2 separate regions of the Mus musculus genome follow, and region 2 is linked to region 1. Evidence: chromatin contacts called from public HiChIP or PLAC-seq data. All regions are on one chromosome and are shown on one strand. The core of a region is the stretch at or near the end of the contact, and the rest is flanking DNA. Distances in the headings are between cores, read along the strand shown.

Region 1 (4,452 bases), core at 593-3,092:
CTCATAAATGGACGGATCATGTAAACAGAAACTAAAGAGACATAGTGAAACTAATAGAAGTTATGGACTAAATGGCTTTAACAGATGTCATTATAACATTTCATTCTAAAACAAAAGAATATACCTTCTTCTCAGAACTTCATGATTCCATCTCCAAAATTAACCATAAAATTAGTCACAAAACAAGCCTCAGTAGATACTTTTTGTATAAAAAGATTGAAAAACCCATGTATCTTAATAGAACATCACGGATTAAGGCTGTTCTTCAATAATAACAAAAATAACAGAAAGTCCACATAAACATGGAAGCTGAACAATGATATCCTCATTGATAACTTACTTGGTCAAGAAAGAAATAAAGAAATCAAAGACTTTTTAGAATTTAATGAAAATGAAGGCACAACCTACCAAAAATTATGTGACACAATGACAGCAGTGGGAAGAGGAAAACTCATAGCTCTATCTGCCTCCAAAAATAAACTGGAGAGAGCATACACTTGAAGCTTGACAACACACTTGAAAGTTCTTGAACAAAAAGAAGCAAATACACTGAAGAAGACATAGAAACAAAAAAGAACTATACAAAGAATGAACAAAACCAAATGTTGGGTCTTTGAGAAAATCAGCAAGATAGATAATCCGTGAGCCAGACTAGTTAGAGGACACAGAGACAGTATTCACATTAACAAAATCAGAAATGACAAGGCAGACATAGCAACAGAAACTGAGAAAATTCAAAAATTCATCAGATACTACTACAAAAACATATACTCAACAAAACTGCATACTCTGGATGAAATGAACAATTCCCTAGACAGATACCAGGTACCAAAGTTAAAACAGGATCAGCTAAACTATCCAAACAGTCCCATAAACCCTTAAAGAAATAGAAGCAGTCATTAAAAGTCTCCCAGCCAAATCAAGCCCATGACCAGATGGGTTTAGTGTAGAATTTTATCACATTTTCAAAGAAGATCTAATCCCAATACTTGTCAGATTATTCCACAAAATAGGAACAGAAGGAACACCACCCAATTCATTCTATGATCATTTTAAAGTTTTCTTGGTGTTTTTTATTGTTTTTGTTTTATTATTTATATTAATTATTGTTTTCATGTTTCTTTTAATGTCTAAGTTGTTCTGAAGGCTACTTTGCTCTCTTTAATATACTCAATCCAACTTTCTTTTGATTAGTGTTGACACAGTATGTTCCTGCATGCCTTCTCCCTCTATATTTGTCTCTTTCTTAATCCTTTTTATTGTTTAAGAATTTCATACATGCACACAATATGTTTATTTCTAATCTACCCCTTGTATATTCTCTATTATCCATACCATCTACCCTCCCAGCTAATGTGTTATATTTTTTAAGACCATTGAGTCCATGTAGGGCTACATGTATAAGCACAAAATTAGGACCATGTACTCTTGCAGTGGTAAGCTTGCATTTTCTGCATTGCTAAGGGACACTGACTCTCCTTGTGGATTTCATGTTAACTAGTCAAGTCATGGCAGCTTTTTGTTTGTCTGGTTGAGTATAGTGTTTTACTCCAATTTGTATCTGTTTTAAATTCATGCATTTAGTGAACTAACCTTAAACTGATTATTGAGCTTTATAATAATGACTTTCACATGAGCATTTTCTTTTTGGAGGCAGTTGACCCTTTTTGTTATCTTATCTTTAGCTGACTTCTTTAGATTTAATCGAATATTTTCCATTGTACCTTTTCTCATAGAATGTCAGTTATACTTAAAAAATTCTTGTGGTTTTCTAATATGTTCAAGACATACTTACAAGTACTGCTTAACAGCAATGATGACACATTTGGAAACCCTATGTTCCTCTTTCCTATTTGTTGTAGCAGTGCTGTCAAGCGTTTCCTTTATCTAAAAATGTAGCTATGTGGTATTGTATTCACTTTGTGGTTTTGAGGAGATTATACCCTACTAGAAAAATAAACTAAATACAATGCTCAAGTTTAATATGGTATTCTTCATTGTTATTATTGTCTCTATGTCAGTATAATTTTCTAGCTTATACAAATTTCCTTTTCTCTGCAAGTTTCCTTTAACATTGCTATAAGGCTGGAACAAAATTTTACTCCTGCATGTTTTTATCTCAGATCACACTCCTCTGCCCTTCAGTTTAATAGGAGAATTTTGCTAAGTCAATCTTAAAAGTAAATCATCTCACTCTCTAAGGAAAGGATATGTTTAACTTATTTCTTCAGAGAACTGTTTGCTTGCCTTTTTAAGTTCAAATTAAAAGGTTAGACATCATTGTTTTTATATCCATCGTATATGGTCTATTACAATAATTTATTTCCTTGACAATTATATTCAAGCATACAAGTACACAATACCTTCTGTTCACACACATTTTCCTCCCTCCCTCATCTCGCTCTGTCCTCACAGACCCTCCAGACTCCCACCATGTCCCTATCCTACATTTGTTTTTCATTTTGTTTTTTCCTTCATGATCCAATGGACTTATAATCCACCATGCTTTCCATGTGGGCATAAGTATGCAGCTATTCAATGGGGCAACAACAATGAAAACGTGCTTCTTATGTGTAACCAAGGGCAATGATCATAACCTGCATAGTCTTGACGTCTTTTGGGGGCTTCCTATCTGCCACAGAAATTTTTTATACATAATAATCTATAACAAATTTGTTTAAATACTTTTTAAATTATGTTTTCTTTCTAACTGGCTCAAAGTTATGCTTTATGCCTGACCTCTTCATATATCTTCAGGTTTGGTTAACTTACTCCATCTATTCTCTCTGACTCCCATATTTTTTTGGTGCTCTCTATCACATGATTCTCTACAATCCTATACCACATGTCTTCTGCTTTCCTCTCCCTTATTGACAACTTTCGTATTTTAAAATATGAATTTTTTATTCAAACTTTCACAAGTAATTAAGAGTTGTGAAAAAATTGTATTTATTCTGAAAAGCTATTATGCAAAACGTTTAAAACAACTCATTTTTATTGTTCCTATTTTTCACCAAAATGAGAATCTGGTGTCCAGAATCCTCCTTTCATCACCGAGTGACTGAGAAAATTCAGTTTTCAAATATAAATAGTGTGGATAGTATTGGTAAATAGCTTATGACTATACTAACCTCTACATATTGACATATTGCTAGCATGTATTAGCCTTATGATAAATGTTTGATAACAGAACAATAATGAAAGCCACAGGGACATAAAATTAGTGAAAGAGAGAGCAATTAAAGTAACCAGGTTTATTTGTATCTAAGTGAGTTGTACTGCAAATTCTGACAGTTATTTTCTGTTTTAGCTCCATCCATTCTTACAAAAGGACCAACTTGTGAGAAGCACCAATGAGGAGAACATTGTTAATAAGGAAGTTTCAGCAACCAAGCTTGACATCTTTAATTACCAGTCTCTGCAGAGTGGTACCAAAGCTCACGTGAAGGTTGGCGAGTTTGTCTTTGAATCTCACAGTGCTCAGCATCTTTCCCTAAATGACACACTTATAACTTGGGGTGAACACCACAATCAGGTGAGTGTCTTTGAAGTTAGCACTGTGCGTTGTTCACAGAGTGGAATTCTTCAGATTTCAGGGTTAAAGGGATTGCTGAGTGTTATCATGCTGAGAGTACTCTAACTTTGTCCTTTCCCATGCTAAACACCAGAACTTTCTGCCTGCAGAATCACTGTAAGAATTACAGTTTCATTTTTAATTAATTCTTCAGATAGTTTATTCCTTGTAATGATCATACACACCCATGGTCTACCTAGAAATAAAACCAAGAAAACATACTGGGCAGTTGTCTGGATGTATCGTAGAGGTTAAGGCTTAGTGAAAGTAACAGCCTTCAGTCAATATGTAAAGATGTGTGGTCAAAACCAGGCTCTGCAAACTAGTATTTATAAATACAACTTTAATTTTCATTAAGTTAATTGCCTCTTTCTGCTTCATCAATGTGTGTTGGTCTGTCAGTTCCTGACTTTCCTTTCCTTTCCTTTCCTTTCCTTTCCTTTCCTTTCCTTTCCTTTCCTTTCCTTTCCTTTCCTTTCCTTTCCTTTCCTTTCCTTTCCTTTCCTTTCCTTTCCTTCTTTCCTCCCCTTCCCTTCTTCCCCTTTTCCTTCTTTCCTTCCCCTTTTCTTCCCTTTTCCCTTCTTTCCTTCCCTTTCCTTCTTTCCTTCTTTCCTTCTTTCCTTCTTTCCTTCTTTCCTTCTTTCCTTCTTTCCTTCCTTCCTTCCTTCCTTCCTTCCTTCCTTCCTTCCTTCCTTCCTTCCTTCCTCATTCCCTAAATACCCCCTCCTTCCTTTCTTCTTTCTGGCTCAGGAAAAGTTAACTAACTTTGAGCCTCTTGTCTGACTAGCCTGAGACCCCTGAGTCAATTACTAAGGAGCCCAAGTAAATAAGTTTTTTTTAACCCCTTAATCCCCTGCTGCTATCAGCTGGAATCAATT
Region 2 (4,452 bases), core at 1,071-3,570, 410 kb before region 1:
ATGAAGATGAGATTGTGAGTGGGTATGAAGTCCCCTGGGTGTGAAGACCTCAGCTCTTCCAAACTGGCAACTCACCTGGGATCTGTAGGATTTCATTAGAATGTTCTCATAGGGGCTGGCTTTTGTGTGGGTGACCCCTGTGTGGGTTAGGATTACTCGAATGTCTTGGGAATGTATGCATTTGGAGCTTGTCCATCTCCCAAGTTGCCAGCCGTGGAACACTGGCCTTTGCCCTCTGGGCACAGGCACATGCTCATTGCTTCTGAGATGGAGTGCAAGCAGATAAGCTTCCCAGATACAAACAAAGGTCCATTTTTCTACCCTTAGACTAGGTGCAAGAAGTCATTCTGGACTTCGGAACCAACACTGGTGCCAAGAAAAGTCTTCTGACCACACACAGAGAAGCATGAGACAGCTGTGTGGATCAGCCAGAGGCGCCTTTCAGAGCCTGGCAGCTTTGAAAAGAAGTGCAGTTTCTGCAGAGTTCTGTACTGTCCACAGTTTCAGGGCTCTTCAAGGGTCTTTGCACGTAGCACCTGTGTGCAAGCAGGGAAAGTGTTTTAAACTCCAGTGAGATACAGTTAGGAATTGGAACCAGAGGTCTGAGTTGTAAAAATCAAATAGCACACTCAGAAACAACGGAGCCTAAACAAATTAGATGTTATATCAAAGCTTGTGGAACTCAGTGCCAACAGGCCTGAGAGGGAGTTTGACCACTCATGTGTACAGTAAGAACCTTGAAAAAAAAACTCAGAATAACAGTGTTACTTCAGGTTTTAGGTGAGCAGGAATTAGAGTCCATTACCTCAGAGACAGAAGTAATAGCACAGAGAGCTAGAGACTAGAAAAGTTGTAAGGAAAAAGAAACAGCTTTGTTTGTTTGTTTTTTTTTTTTGAAAGATCAAAAACTTGATAGCTCTGAAGCTATATGAACTTGGTTTGTGTCAGCCTGACTGGGTTTGGGCTCACCTAGGAGACACAATTCTGGGTGTGTCTGTGAAGGTGTCTCTTGAGAGGTTTAACCCACCCTGAACTGGAGACGAACCACTCCATGGGCCTGGAGTTCCAGACTGAATCAAACGGAAGAAAGAGTCAGCTAAGCACAGCCATCTGACACCCTCTGTCTCCTGGTCTCCCAAGGCGCCCGAAGCGCACCTGACACCTTCAGCTCTTCTTCGATGTGGTGCTTTCTCTCTCTCTCTCTCTCTCTCTCTCTCTCTCTCTCTCTCTCTCTCTCTCTCTCTCTCTCTCCCTCCCTCCCTCCCCCTCCCTCCCTCCCCCCCCCTCCCTTCCTTCCTTCCTTTTTTATTCTTTCCCTTCATCTTTCCAGGAAACTGATATTCCAAACCACTTGTTCTTCCATGATATCCACCCAACTTTTAAAATGTTCTCTATGACCCTTGAGTAGTGTTTGTACTTCTTTGCCGGGGGTAGGAGCAGAGCAAGCAGCCTAGGTTGACGGCACCCGTTTTGTAGCTTTGGCCCAGATGGTGGAATGAAATGAGGAGATAAGGAACATGGCCCTGCTCACCTCTTTGCTTTTTCTCTCTGCATCCTCTTGCCATGCCAAAGCCCTTCACCAGTCCCTGCCCCACTTCCTGCCATCCACTGAGGTCCATTGAGGCTCCCGCGTCACCTTCAGGATCAGACTCCCAGGGTTTCAGTCAGTTCCCTGGATGCTCCTAGTTCTTTGCAGTTGATTTTGGGTCTGGAGAGTTTACTGTTTTGGTGGGAATAGGGAATTGTGGTTCAAAAACAAACTACCCCAGTTAGAAGAAAGGCATATTTTGAGAATACACAAAGCCATTTGTGTGTGTGTGTGTGTGGTTTTTTTTTTTTTTTTTTTTTTTCCTTTTCTGAGACAGGGTCTCATTAAGTAGTGTTGGCTGGCCTGAAATTTACTTTGTAGACCAGTTTGGTTTGGAACTCATAGAAATCTGCCTGCCTCTGCCCCCCTTCACTAGGATCAGAGGTGTACTCCACCACGACCAGATGTGGTCATTTCTGAGTTGTTACATGAAATACCATTATTGATACACGCAGTTGAAATTTCCTATTTCCCGTGCCCCTTCACCTCTGGACAGGCCAGTGGTGAGCCGGCTAGTTTAGTAAATTCTGTAGATAACTACATTTTTGAGAGAAATCTAAGATAGCACAGAACGCTCTCCCCGACAAGTGGAGATCACAAGGCCTCCTCTGCAATGTGTTTATCAGACACTAGCAAGGATGTGGCGAGCTTCCCTGCTCCTTGGTAGCCAGTGCTCGCTTTAACTGCTGTGGTTTGTGAGGGGAAGGAAACTGGCAACGCCCAGAGACTACAGCAGCTGCCTTCGCATTCAGGAAAAGGCGGTTAGCCCTGATTCTACTGTGTTGTAGCAGGCCAGCCAATGTCTAACTGCTAGAGTTTGGATTATATTCTATTAGTAAACTGGCTGTGGACAGGTTCCTGTTCGGAACTGCAAACCCTTCTGTTTATATGCGGAAGCTCTGCGGGCTGTTCTGCTGAAGGCTCTGCTGTGCGTGCTGGAGCAAAGTTCAGGCTCTGACTCCAACAGGCTGAATGCACAGACCTGGTTTTGAGTGTGGTCAGCTTGGAGCACGAGATACCTCAGATATGAGAATCAAGGAGAAATATTGGCTAGTCAGTGACTGGAGAAGACATAATCTTTTTTTATCTGACTTTTTACCTGTGGGCAAAGCATAAGATCGGGAGTAGGACAACTTTCTACTTTGCCTCTGTGGGAGAAAGAGCTTCACTGGCTTACTTCCGGTCACCTCTGTGTACCCCTGACAGGGAAGTCATTCTTTCAAACTGTTCAGATCTCTGCACCATACATCACATACTTTCCAGTGGGTTTCTCCATCTTCCTATTTCTATTATGTCTCTCAAAAGTTGTTTTTTTTCCCAACTTTTTAGATTAATTTGATTTTTATCAACGAGGTTCTATCACATCTTCATCTTTTCCCACGGGATAAAACAAGTTATTGGAAAGTATCCAGTAAGCTAAATATAAGAACCCAGCCCGTTTTGGGCATGCTTGACTGACTTAACTTTGAGCTAATCTGGACCCAACATTTCTCTCTGTCTGAGCACAAGCCACTCACCAGGGTTTCTCCTGTGATAATCTAGGATAAAGGTGGATGTATTATCAGTGCTGTGAGATCATATCTCTAGCTGCTCACAAAGCAGTTCAATGACAGACACCTGGTGAGTAGGACCAAAGTGTTTATTATTGGAGAACTTATGTAAAAGGGGAACACAATGTGTCATGGTCCTATCCTAGTACCACTATGGCAGTCTCTGAACTTCTAGCCTGGACCGTAGTATAGCTTGTCAGTACAGGCACATGGATTTCTCCTCCAGTGAGATCCTAGACTCTCTGAACTCAGCAACCTGAACATAGGGCTTCTCTTCCTCCTGCAGAAGTTTCTCGTTTCCCAGATCTTCTTCTTCTTCTGAGCAGTGTGAAAAACAAATAGAAATAGGAATTTTAGAGCCTCATTCTATTTAATAAGACCAAGCTGCCAGATAGTCTCAGGGAACCATGAAAAATGTGGGCAAGGCAAAAAGAAGCAACTAGGCTAGTGTCTATATAACATTAAACATACATTTAAACAAGAAACACAAACTATGCTTAAAGGGACCCCACGTTACAGGGAATATTCCAGATCTCCCTTGAGAATGGCAATAAATGAGCAGCAAGGAATCCCACATTTCCTCTTTGGCTGGGGGCCTGTAAAGTATGTAATTAGGCCTGCTTTGGCTGTGAAGAGCTATGGAGTGCACCCTCCACCCCAAAGCCTGCTTCAAGAGACCTCATGCTTCTCAGAGCACTCCTAAGACTTTATAGAGTACCAGACTCTGAGCAGATCGAAATCAATGATGTTTTTAAGTTGCATTTCTCATTTTGTTTTTCTTTCATCCTGAATTAGGCCCAAATATTTTTTTTCATAAACCACGCGACTGTTATAACTGGGAACCTCAAACTCCAATGTTTTCACATCCTCTCCAAAATAATCTAGAAATAACAGATGACAGGGTAAGGCCATTGTGCTTAAAACAGGAAGTGATGAACCTCTTCAAATTTTGTCTTCCAAGGAAGAACTGGCACTGGATAGCTCAAATGCTATCTTCCTAGTAATAAGAATTAGTAGAGCCTCTTGTTCAAACACAATTCATATTTTCAATACAGCCACTGCAGAGCAGCGAGCCAGGAGCAGGGTGCTACTTAGCCACCAAGTTCCGTTCCCTTGACAGCAACCTTGGGCATACCCAGATCATCCACTGCACAGGCGTGAAGCTATGGAGGAACTGTAGAATCAGTTCCTCATTTCTGTAATGTACAAAATATCCTTCATTTTTGTAACTGTATTCTGGGCCATTGGTCTTCCATCCACTAAGAGGAGACAAGGGTCCAAGGTGCAAAGCAAGGAGATGGGCTAGAGTTGTTC

The links. HiChIP or PLAC-seq counts read pairs in DNA pulled down with a chosen protein or histone mark.
Region 2: an H3K4me3 HiChIP or PLAC-seq map of bone marrow-derived macrophages shows a contact between it and region 1, with 9 times the contacts expected there. The contact joins two enhancer-like sites. A contact is called at or near these places in 3 of 39 promoter capture datasets (the C10 cell line, maxillary cranial neural crest and pre-B cells), 1 of 15 datasets of contacts at CTCF or cohesin (large pre-B cells), 2 of 484 Hi-C or Micro-C datasets (both in bone marrow-derived macrophages), 3 of 115 datasets of contacts at active chromatin or transcription factors (bone marrow-derived macrophages and large pre-B cells) and 1 of 9 other capture datasets (embryonic stem cells).

The regions. Positions count from the first base shown.
Region 1 is chr6:123,958,926-123,963,377 of GRCm38.p6, reverse strand. It overlaps the pseudogene Gm21023. Among named protein-coding and RNA genes, the nearest start is that of Vmn2r26, 64 kb to the left of the region's middle. Within about 2 kb of position 1,842, at least 36 of the 459 cell types and tissues checked have an H3K27ac peak or open chromatin away from gene starts, as enhancers often do. A contact at or near this core is called in bone marrow-derived macrophages and pre-B cells, where this site is marked.
Region 2 is chr6:124,373,564-124,378,015 of GRCm38.p6, reverse strand. No RefSeq gene overlaps it. Among named protein-coding and RNA genes, the nearest start is that of 1700027F06Rik, 11 kb to the right of the region's middle. Within about 2 kb of position 2,320, at least 133 of the 459 cell types and tissues checked have an H3K27ac peak or open chromatin away from gene starts, as enhancers often do. A contact at or near this core is called in bone marrow-derived macrophages and pre-B cells, where this site is marked.